Regions from separate parts of the Gossypium hirsutum genome. Here region 1 is linked to region 2. The links are chromatin contacts, called in public Hi-C maps. All regions are on one chromosome and are shown on one strand. The core of a region is the stretch at or near the end of the contact, and the rest is flanking DNA. Distances in the headings are between cores, read along the strand shown. Region 1 has its middle 12 kb from the start of LOC107945341. Region 2 has its middle 95 kb from the start of LOC107941136.

Region 1 (6,714 bases), core at 41-2,540, 390 kb before region 2:
ATATTTTTTTCCATCATTCGTTGGTATGTTATTTTTGCAATTTTGTTTGAATTAAATCATCTTTATTTTTAAGGATGTAACTTTTTTTAATAAAAAAAATTAAAACTCAAGGTATTTAAGAGGTTTTTTTGTATGTTAGTTATAAAATTTAAACCTTGAAGATATGATAGAATCAATTATGGAATAAAACTTTTTTAACAAAAACAAAATTATAGTCAAAATTCATATTCTACTCCTTAAAATATTTTATAAGATCACATTTTTGTAGTGATTCGAATCAAGCTCTCTCCCTCTCTTGTTTGGTAAAATTACAAGTAGGATGTGATTTCTTAATACTAATTTCAAACTTTAAAATTATTCTATTCAAAGATAATACATATTTAAACAAATTCGAACTATAATTTTTAAATTTTAATCACCACTACCTTAATAAAAGGTATTGAAAAACTTAATAAGCAAGAAAGAAAATGTTCATATATAATATAATTTTAGGGGTAAACTATACCAAATGTTGATATATCATATAATAAAAGGTAAATTATATCACTAAAAATTATGAGTTTTTTTGTCACATAATTTTAAAAAGTTACGATTTGGTCATTAAACTATTTAAAAGCTTTCAATTAAGTTATTGAGTTGTTAAAATTGATGCTATATGACTTTCTCTATTTGCATTGTCTGCACCAATCGAAAGCTTTCTTTCCTCTTCTCTTCTACAGTTCAATTTTTTTCATGAACCAACTTTGGACGTCATAAATTTGCGAATTAAAATTTAAACAACTTTTCTTTGATTTTTGACACTGACTATCAAATGGACTTAGGTTTAAGGTATGTTCTTCTATTCGTAGATGGGTATTGATTCACCTACTGGTCAACGAATCGTTGCTTAGAGCTCATTGACGCAACTTTAAAAAAAAAAGACTTAACAACCCAGTGACTTAAACAAAAACTTTTAAATGTTTCAGTGATTTAGATGAAAACTTTCAAATAGTTCAGTGACCAATTCTAACTTTTTAGTTAAGTGACTAACATGAAAATTTACCCATAATTTAGTAACTAACAATATAATTTAAAAAACTAATCATACCCTTTTTTTTTTCTTACATGAATATCAATGAAAATGGATTGTCACATCCAAGGTTGCACATCTTCCTCTTTATTCCTCTCTTAAATAGATTCAACAATATTTATTTGTCCTTAAAATTACCCACAAAGCTAAGGGTTGAAGGTGACAAGAGTTTTGATTTTGGCATCAATTAGACAAGGGGAAGATATTTTTTTGTTGGGCTGCTGTTAAATAGAGTTGAGGTGAGGAAACCATGAGAAGAGAAGGCCTCAAAATTAAGGCTTTGAGGCCCCGATTTACCACACAAAAGAAAAATGAATGGGTCGTTGGGGGATCTTTCATTTTCAATTGGTCAGCAAGAAACCCCTTTTAAGAGTGCAATGATAGAACCCTCTCAACAGTATGTTGGTTTGTAGGCATTCACTTGGGTCCCTTGTGACCTTTAGCCTAGGACCATGGTTTAGGGGACCATTGATTGGGAAAATTGAAGCCCAACTAAATTGTAGACCTTAAAATTAAAGCCATAAGAACATTAAAATCTTTCCAACCCAAATAATGGTGAACTATACTCAAATTTTCAGTACTTTTTAAAGACAAACCGTACGCTAAAGAGTACATTAATTGTTTAAGTAGACCAAGTGACCAACATTATAGGATTAGATTTGGGTCTTTGCTTGCTTGTTCACTTTTTCTTGGTTGGGGGTGCTATTGAGACTAGGGACAACCATGTGTGTGTATAAACAAGGAAATAAATGGTGTGGCCCTAACATCCATTTAGATGAAGATGAGGGTTTTGTGTCAAAACCACATTTTTAATGGCAAAAAGACTTCTTCAATTTGAAATTTCGATTGAATTTGGACAAAACCAATTTTCTTTCTTTTTAATGAAAAAAAATTAATAAAGTAGATTTCAATGATAAAAAAAAAAGAACTAATGGTTGCTAAAACCAAAATTAACCCGTAAAAATAGAATGAATTGGAGGCTAAATTTATGGTTTTCTTAAAACTATGCCAGGGAATTCTTGCGTGTCGCCTATAGTTTCTGCTTTGTGCTTTTTTTCCTGAGGTTCCTTGAGGAAGCTGTTGCCTCTTGCTTCAAGCATTTGCAAATTGCACACAAAATTTGAGCAAAAATAGTGTATTTTTTAAGCGTAATCTTTACATTAGTCACTAAATTATGGATTAATTTTTGTTTTGGTCACTTAATTAAAAAAGTTACAATTGATCATTAAACTATTCAAAAATTTTCATTCAAGTTATTGAACTATTAAAATCAATGTTATATGCCTTTCTCTGTGCGCATTACCTGCACTAATTGAAAGCTCTTTTTTTTCCTTCTCTTCTACAATTTTAATTTTTTTATGAAACAACTTTGGACGTCACGAATCTACGAATCAAAATTTAAACATATTTTTTTTTCTGATCTCTAACACTTACCGTTAGATTGGGTTAGATTTAAAGTATGTTCTTCTACTTCTTGATGGGTATTGATTTATTATACCAATCGTTGAATCGTCGTTTGGAGTTTGCTGGCAGAATTTTTTTTTTAAAAAGAACTTAACAACTTAGCGACTTAAATAAAAACTCTTGAATAGTTTAATGATAAAAAATAATAATTCCTAATAGTTTAACGATTAAATTATAATTTTTTAATTAAGTAATCAAAGTTAAAAGAGTAATGTTATAGTTTACTTTTTTTTTAATATTTAGTGTATAGTGAATTGAGCTTTGTGTCAACCAAGGAGTCTCTAATATTGACTGTGAGCTACCAAGCGATTGACTAGCAAAGCAATCAATCAAAACAAACCCCACAAACTCTTTTTTATTAATGTTATAAAGTTTAGCCAAATGTTGATCTCACATGAGGTTATGATTTTCCTTTCAGAAGCATGCGTTGCTTTTGCAAGTCTACTTGGCTTTCATTTGCTGTAAGATCCAAGATAACAAATTTATATATTAAAAGAAGGTAAAATAGTTTTTCTGAATTTTGAATTTTTTATTTATTTTATTTTTAAAATTATTTATTGATATGATATAATATGTCAATATAAAAGAATATGTAATTTATCAGACAGATTATCACATTAAAATTATTAAAAATTAATGTTTTAATCAACATTTTTGTTAAAAAATAATTTGAATATATATTTTTGAAATGTTAAAGGAAAATAAAAAATAAAAACGGAAAAGGGGTTTATTTTAATGGCAAGCAAGGCAGAAAATTAAGGTTGAGGGTGAAGAGAGTGATGACAGCTCAATGGGTTTTGAGAGCACTCAAAGGAACCGTACGGCATTTTAATGTTCCAATTGAGTAGTGAAACAATCATAGCACAAATTAGTTTGGCCCCACTTTTAAATGGTTTATCAAAAGCTTGTCACATTAGTCACCACACGAGCTCATCTGGTAATGTCAATTCATGCTGTTTTCTTCCCTTCTTTTTTGTAAGTTGGGAAAAGGGATAATGACATGCCCTTAACACACTTAATTTTATCAATAAAAAAACGACACATGCCATTTTTCCCACCACATCAGCCTTTTGTGCAACTTTTAGAACACTAAAAATTACTTTACTCAATATTTATTATTACTCTATTTCTATTAAAAGAAACCTCAAAAATATGAATACCATTTTCGTCAACTTCTTCATACCCAATTTTGATTTCATCCTAGCAAATTAAGAAAGATACCAATTTCTTTTCATCACCCAATATGTATTTTTAACCAAATTAAAAAACAAGAAATGAAAAGTTACTAATTTCTCTTCATCTCAACTCCAATTTAATCATCTTCATCTCAACTGCAATTTCAACCTCAAAAAATAGTTTGAAAATAGGATTTAATTAATGAAGTACACATTTGTCGAGGTTTGAAGTTGTAGTTTAATCAAACCGAAAGAACACAATCTAACTAAGACATAAAGGAGCTGACTATGACATCCGTAAAGGGGAAAAAACCCCTAAGTTACCCTTTTTTTTGCTGAGTTGGGCTAGGATGGTTAACCAATGCCCAACTCAAATTTCCAAGATTACCTTTCTTGATTTAGATAAAAAACCAAGCTAACGTAAGTTACCTCTCTAGACTTTAGGTATGGCTCAATGCAATTCCTCTTCCTTATTGAGAGCTTTCCTTTGAAGCTAATATAAGTTTAAAATTCCTTGCCATAGTTGTTTGGAGAATCCACATGTGAGTAAATGGTCTTATATTTCTTTCTCTTATTTGTAAAGAAGACATTCTTCATCCATAATTGTCGAAATCATTTTTATTTTGATAAACGAGGTCGACTTTTAAAATGAAAATGAAGTCACCACCAATTTTTTTTGAGGTGTAATCGGGTCACCTTGAGAGTAATCATTTTAATAAAACATTTTGATTTATTAAAATAATGATTTTGGTCTACAAAATTCAAGAAAACGGGCTCGGGAGTCGGTTACACACGAGGAAAAATTAGCACCCTCGTAATGCCCAAAAATTGGTACCTAATCGATTAATTAACGTCTTAATGTCGAACATTTGAAAAAATTTTAAAATACGATCCTCTTTAAAAACCTGAATAAATCGAATTTGATGTTAAGACCTCCTTGTCCCTAAGTAATAAGATGTCACATCCAGTAAGTTAGGATACGTCATTTTAACCTTCTAAACTAAGCTTGTCTCATGCATTAAAGTTTAAAAAGGATATTCGGTTATTTGGATAAAAAAAATCAAAACCCAGTAAGTTAGGGCACGATTTTCTCAAAGCTCCAAAGTACCGAATATTGCCTTATTTTTAAAAGTTTTCTTTTTTAAAATTGGGGAAAATTGACGCAATATTAAAACAATGTGTAAAAACTTTGATAAAAAAAAGGCAATATGAAAATACAAATAAACAATTTATAAAACACATAATGGCAATTATTTAAATACTAGCATCAATAATCAAAGACCAATGAATTTAAAACAAAGAGTATAAAATAAAATAAAATAAAATAAAAATATAAGGCAAAATAAAATGTAAACAAATTTAAAAATAATGAATTTGAAAATGAATAACAAGGGAAAAATAAATTTAAAATCAACAATATACAAATCAATAAATAAATTATATATAAAAAAGTAGGTAATATAGGTATAAGTTTGGAATAAATAATATATAAAAAATGAAAATAGGTAATATATAAAGTAATAATATATAAATGAGTTTAAAAATGAATATTGTGTAATAAGGAATTTAGAACAAGTTATACACAAAATATCTTAAAAATAAATGGTATATAAAATAGATAGTATAAAAAAAAAATTGCAATTGATAATATATGAAAAAAATTTAAAGCAAATAATCAAACAATTTAAAATGGATGATTTATAACACGAGTTTTTAAAAAAAATAAACAACATGTGTGACATAATATTAAAAACAAATAAAATATATAATTAATGGAAGAAAATAAAAGAATGATAAGAATGGTTAAATGAATGAACAATATGTAAATAAGAAAGTTGATGGATAAATAAATGAATAAAAGTAAAAGAATAATTAATGATTAAACAATTAAATGGATAAATAAAAAAAGTTAAAAAAACGCTTAAGTCAACCTAACTCTCACAATATGAAGATTCAACAAAATCCCTCCACCAAAATCCAACTCAAATGAAAGCAACTTAAAAAGAAACGAAGATGAACGAAGAACAAAATAAGAACAAGCTACAGAAAATAAGAACGCAAGAGAGGGGGAAATTTGAGTGAATGCTCTTAAGAATTATTATTGCTCCAAACTCAAGTGTTTTATAATGAAGGGATAGACCTCTATTTATAGTTGAGCCTCCCCAAATCCAACGGTATAGATCAATTACATCAACGGCTAAGATTAAATGGTATCTACAAATTAAATCTCTAAGATTACAAAATCATATCTTCTAAGATTGCATATCATATCTAAGATTGCATATCCTTGAAGATTATGTTTCCATATGCGTCAAGCTTGTAGATGGACCTTCAACCTTTTCAAGTAATGGGCCATTTCGATCAGGCCAAATGATATAATTTTGGACTGGACTTGGACTTTGTTTTATTATTTTGGGTTTTTTTTGTGAGTCCGGGCTAAATTGGCCTATTACAATAGCCATGTCCTAACTAACTTGTCTTTAGTTGACATGATTCCCTATTATCATCAAAGCAATTGAGTGCCAATGAACATGAAACTTGAATCATACTAGCTTGAGTCAATTTATTCATCTTTGCGTACCACCCCTTACTTGGTTCGGAGAAGATTCTAGATAAGCAATGTTATATTCAATGTTTGGAGGCATCGTTTTGCCTTAACACATAAACAACCATTTTAAGTATGTTATAAGGATAATCAATCAGTAAAAACAATTTATAGAGTTGTACCATTCAATTTCATTAGCCATTCAACAATGGCATTGTGTGACTCATAGCAGTCTCATTATGACACCTTATACCCTATCTAGTTATTGGATCCAAATATAAAATGTCACATTCCGTTGCCGAAGCAACTTACTTTTATATCTTACTTTGTCAAAATGGAAATGTAGTGGTAAAATTATTTTATAAAAATTTCAGCAACATTTCTACCTATTTTACATAAAACCCCCTGTAAAATTTAGATTTCACAATGACTATCAAAGTAGTCCACGATCCTCTGGGTAT
Region 2 (6,109 bases), core at 2,188-4,687:
ATGGTGCACATGGTCGTGTGACGTAGTGCAATTTCAAAAACAACCTCTGTTTTTGAGTTTTTTCGAGTTCTGAGTGATGTTTCGAGTTACAATCACACACATGAAGGTTTTCTAAAAATTTTCCCAACAACAACGAGTTCAGAATCTACATTGACAATCAAACAAATCCATTAGCAACCAATTATTGGAACCTAAACTTCACTTCGGTGATCATTATTTAATCACAACAGTCCCTAAAATTGACATTCGGTCCCTTACCCGGAAAGATTAGCAGTTAAATAGCTACTAGATTGTTGTCGGACTACGAATCTCATGATTATCACCTAACAAAATCAAAATTCAAAACATCCTTCAATAACAAGTGAATTATGATTGCAAAATACCAAAACAAAAACTATACTACTTTACCGATGTTTTGAAGCAAACGAAATCAACAACAGATCAGAAGAATACGAACGAAAGAAAACTCGAGGCTTAGACAACAATGAAACAAGAGAGAAACGAACCAAATAGAAGTGTTGAAATGGAAGGGTAAAATCGAAATAAAAGAAGAAAGTTGATCAAAAGAAGAAAAATGACAAAGCAAAAATTTTAATAATCCAAAACAAAAGAAATTGGAAGGAAACAAGAACGTAGGAAAGAAGGGAGAAGGAATGGCAAAAAGAAATTTATAGACACAAAAGAAAAATGGCTAAAAACAGAAAATGAGAAAAATAATGCCAACAAAAATGGGATGACAGATTAAAGGGAAGAGTCGGGAGAGATTTTTAGGTAAATTTCAAAACTACCCACATCCCGCTAAATCACATTAAGTAATCACATATCAAAATTTCCTCAGAGTTTAAAACAAAAGTAATTCCACTTTGCACACATGGGAATTCGAACACAGGACAAAAGGGTAAGTTGTAATCTTACCACTAAACTAGCAAACTCATTCTTGCCATCAATTGAGCAAAAATATTATTTATGCCAAATGTTTAAGGATAAGGGTTAGGAAAAAGAATAATAAAAATTCAAGGGAAAGATTCGAACCCAAAACCTCTCACATACAAGTGTAACACCTAACCACTGAACCAAATTAACTCACTTAACATAATTTCACAATCTTAACTCAAAAATCAAAATGTGACCACTCTAGGTTTCACTAACCCAATTTCTTCTAACTTGATTTTCGGGATTTGACTTACACATTACTTTCAACAGAGTGAATTGATCAAGAATTTTGAAAACTGAATAATAAGTACCTGGAACCCTTCGCTTCTAGCAACACCAATTATACTTATTCTTCTGATGCCATGTAAGATTGTTCCTTTTATCACATGAGTGGAGATGACATTACCCTAAAATACAAAAACTATGTTAAAAAAGATATATTAGTGTCAATTAGACTATTTCATTAAAAAAAGATATATTAGTGTCAACTAAACTCTTTCAGTCCTTTTTAGCTTATCGACCATGATTGAGTAAAGAAAGGTCTAAAGCAAGCCTTATTTAACTCAGAAGTCTAAACTCTTTGATAGTATTTTATCATTTGAAGCACAATGGCTTCTAGATGGTTAACTAAAATGATTTCAGTGAAATTATTTTAGCATATAGGTAGAGGAAAACAACACAACTATGTACGAGACTCTTTCGGATAAAAGAGAACAAGATAGAGGAAAACATAACATGACACTAAGTTCTTTGATTGCTCATGTCACGACATATTGTGGCTAGTGTCACGACCTGAGTCCTTTTTTGCTAAATAAGTCGAAACTTATTTATTTTCGTGTTAAGATCAATACCACATAATCCCACACATATACCAATAAATTTAAATATATATAATACTTTATTTTGTCAACTAATATTTTATTAATTATCGTATAACAATTACTCATTTAATGTCTCAACAATTTCATTTAAACTTCTCTTATGTATTAACAATTTCATACTTATAACAACCTTTTAGCATTACAACCCTTATATTGTTTTCCTCTTCCTCCTCTCCATTCTACATCCTATATGTACATGTATATATACGAGAATCTTTGGCTTTTAGTATAGCATGCCAATATGTAATATTAATTATTCTTTCACTAATTACACATACTCTTAACAAAGTTGTCTACTTGAGTAGCAATCACTAAATTATTTTTATCTTGGCCTATAGAAATCAAAATTAAGTTCTACTTGTTGTTTTTGAAACTAGTCTCAATGAAATTTTTACTATAAAAATTTCAAAACTTAGTTCAAAGTAGATTAATACTAGTTTTTCTTCAAATCTTCTCATGTTCTACTGTTAGGCAACTCTGACCCTTCTCAACTAAATATTATTTATCTTTATGTACAAAATTCTTATAATATTTTTGTTGATTTCTCTTGGAATTTGACTCAGTAAGATTTTAAGAAATATAAATTTCATATCCTAATTATATTTTTAGAAATTTTAATGATTTTTCAAATTTAAAATAAGGGATCTCAAAATTCATCTGACCTTGTCTCACTAAAATGCATATAACTCATTTAATACATTCTCAATGTTTATACCATTTCTTTTGTACAAAACTAGATTCATTAAAATTTAATTTAATACTTGGTTCATCATTGAACTCATATTCTATAATTTTTGGTGAATTTTTAAAATCAAGTTACTATTGCTGTCCAGAAATTGTTTTAGTGATGATATTTACTTTTTCATGGTTTTTTGCATTAGCTTCCATTTAAACACACATATAATAATGATATTATATTCATTTCTTTACCTTGAAACTTCTCATAATACAAATCACATTTCTCTCTTTCACTTGAAAACTTAGTGTTTCTACATATCATACTTAATTAAATACTTTCTATCTCTACTATTTTAATTAAAATTTACATATCACACATTTAATTTGTTACATAGTTAACTCAACTCATAGAGATACAAGTAAAGTTAATATTGAAACTTACATCTTTTGACAATAATTTCTTCTCTTTTACTTCTCCAGTTCTTTCTCAACATCATCATTATCCTTCTTTTTTCTTCTAATTTTCTAGACTTCCATCTACTAATTTATTGTGTCTAAATTGTTGAACATACTTTCTAAAATATCTACTTCATCCTTGGTGCCTATGAAAATTTCCAAGAGTTTTAGGTGAAATAATGGGATTTTATGACAAAGGATTATTTTTTTAATAGAAAAAGACCCGAAGGTCAACCTCAATTTATTGCATCACTTAAAATAATATCATGGATTTCCAGAGGATAATCCATATTAAAATCCTTAATACAATTATGAATAGAAGCCCAATTACAGAGATGGTCTGCTGCTTTATTGGAACTACGCGGGGCTCAAACAAAATTAAAACTAAAACTCGGATCCAATCATTTGAGGAGTTCCTGAATACGGTAGCCCATGGTTGAAAAGTCAACATTCGTCTTATTAAGCCGATTCACCAAGCTGGTGTAGTCAGATTCAAACTCCAACCTTAACCATTTTTTGCTCGCGCAAGATTTATACTTTCCTCCAGTGCATACAGCTTAGCCCATTCGGCTTGAACATTCCTGTCCAGACGTCCGCCTGCCCACCAAGAACAAAGCCGTCATGATCCCTCGCCACAAGACCAAAGCTCATTTTCCTACCATTTGCAGCAGTGTCGAAATTTATTTTAACCACCCCCTGTCCTGGCTTCTTCCACCTCCACAACTGGTTTAGGAAGCATCAGTTTCTCCAAGATGTTAAAAATGTGAAAATCCTGGCTTAATGCAACAGCTCTATCCCAAGTCACTTTGGCTTATTCCTCCATATCATGAAAGACTTTATTATTCCGGCTGTTCCAGAAATTCCAAAGCACCGTTATGAAGTCTGAAAAAGCCTTTTTGTCCAGCGAACGAGCCACGTCTTCAATCCAGTCACACACCGACAGTAGCGACCCTCGAGCAAGTTATTATTAAGGCCCCCATATACCAACACTGCCCGAGCCTTTGGGTAGTCTTTCATTGCGTGAAGGAGGGTCTCCTTTTCAGTCCCACATCTCAGACAAATGCTATTAAACTCCCTCCGGATGCTAGAAATTTTCTCGTACGTAGGAAGGATGTCGTGCCCTAGGCGCCAGCAGAAAATTCTGATTTTCGACAAAGGTTACAGCTTCCACGTAAGCCTTCAGAAGAACCGATAGGGGCCAAACCCCACATGCTTTAGGGTTAACCAGGAGTAAACAGACTTAGTAGAATAAGAGCCCAGGGGACTATGGAACCAAATACGATAGTTATCCAGACCGTTATGAGGAATGGGAATTTTTCAAATTTGGTCCCCCAAATATTCACCATATCCCTCCATAATCTTCCTCTCGTTTCAGCCATCGTTCTTCTCATTCAGTAGTTCGCTAACTTTAGTCTCTTGGTCCTCCCTTCTATTGAGGCAAATAGGGTCACCGAAAATCCTTTCAAAGCCTCAGTTCTCTTGCCAAATATCAATTTTACCACCACTGCCAACATTCCAACTGAAACCCTCATGCGAAATACTAGCAGCCCTAGCAATGCTCTTCCACGTAAACGAGGGCTTGTCAACTCACTTAGGATAGAGAACATCACCATCCGAAAAATATTTAGCGCTCAGGACTCTATAGCATAATGTGTCTTTACAACTAATAAGCCGCCACACTTGTCTACCTAACAAAGCCACGTTAAAACGCCTTAAGTCCCTGAAGCCCAGACCTCCATGCCTTTCAAAAAACACATCCGGTCCTAAGATAGCATGTTCCACCCTCTATTCTTATCCTTACCCCCCACCACAGTCGGCAGATCATAGACTGGAGCTTTTCAAGGGCTCCATTAGGGACAAAAAAGATCGAGAATGCGTAAGTAGGGATTGATTAAAGGATAGACTTTATAAAAATCTCTTTCCCACCATTTGACAATAATCTCTTCGACCAACTGTTGACTCTATTGGCAGCTCGATCTAAAATACTTTGGAAGACAATAGACTTCTTCTTACCAATCGGTATGGGCAGGCCAAGATAACCGTCAAGGTTGTTTACCACCTTCATCTTAAGCATGCTGCTTAAAGTCGCGTGTTGAGGACCAGGAGTGTTTGGACTGAAATAAACCATTGGCTTTTCCAAGTTGATGCTTTGGCCAGACATCCTTTCAAAGGTTTCCAGAAACTTTGTAAACGCCTCCACTTCACTATGTTTATTCTTGACAAATAAAAGAGCATCATCAGCAAAAAAGAGATGGTTAATTCTAGGGCTATCCTTACTAGCCCAAATACCTTTAATCATATTAGTCTCCTGAACATGAATCAGCATACGAGACAGGGCATCCATACAAAATAGGAACGAATAAGGGGATAAAGGGTCCCTTTGTCGGAGACCCTTTTTCGGGATAATGATGTCGGACAGTCGTATTGCATTTAACTCTGTACCGAACAGTGCAAACACACTCCATAATTTTAATAACCCAAACATTAGAGAAACCCATTTTTATCAACACTTTATTAAGAAAACACCACTCCACCCGGTCGTAGGCTTTGCTCATGTCAAGCTTAACCACGCAACCCTTGTTCGAACCATTTTTGGAGCTACCAAGATAGTGCATGAGCTCATGGAAAAATAAAACATTGTCATGTATCATCCAGTTAGGAACGAAGGTACTCTGATTTTGGCTAATGCATAGGGGGAGAACATCTTTAAGCCGGTTTGCGAGAGCCTTTGAAACAATCTTGTTGATCACCTTGCAAAGACTAATTGGATGGAAGCTAGCCATTTCACACGGATTCTTATTCTTAGGGATCAAAACAATCAACGTTTCATTAATGCACTCAGCACTCTTGTTGCCCTGAAGTATATCATGATATAAGCGGAGAACATCTTCACCCACTATGGGCCAGTGTTCCTTGAAAAAGATCCCCGACAGCCCATCAATCCTTGAAGCCTTACGGGGATCCATCTGTTTGAAAGCCATCAAGATTTCCTCGTTAGTAAACTTTCCATTCAACCTCCTATTCATGTCTTTATTAATGCATTTTAGAACAATCTGAAGCTCACTTTTATCATATGCATTTATAGAGGTCTTAAAAAGGTTATTAAAATAATTCCATGCAATGTGGCAGATCTCCTCTTTGTCTTCATGCCAGTTACCATG

Evidence for each region. A called contact is a pair of places that touch in the nucleus more often than the background predicts.
Region 1: a Hi-C map of leaf shows a contact between it and region 2, with 2.5 times the contacts expected there. The contact joins two enhancer-like sites. A contact is called at or near these places in 3 of 34 Hi-C or Micro-C datasets (callus and leaf).

What each region holds. Positions count from the first base shown.
Region 1 is chrD12:26,609,602-26,616,315 of Gossypium_hirsutum_v2.1, reverse strand. No RefSeq gene overlaps it. Among protein-coding and RNA genes, the nearest start is that of LOC107945341, 12 kb to the left of the region's middle. Within about 2 kb of position 1,290, at least 2 of the 9 cell types and tissues checked have an H3K27ac peak or open chromatin away from gene starts, as enhancers often do. A contact at or near this core is called in leaf, where this site is marked.
Region 2 is chrD12:26,225,904-26,232,012 of Gossypium_hirsutum_v2.1, reverse strand. No RefSeq gene overlaps it. Among protein-coding and RNA genes, the nearest start is that of LOC107941136, 95 kb to the left of the region's middle. Within about 2 kb of position 3,437, at least 2 of the 9 cell types and tissues checked have an H3K27ac peak or open chromatin away from gene starts, as enhancers often do. A contact at or near this core is called in leaf, where this site is marked.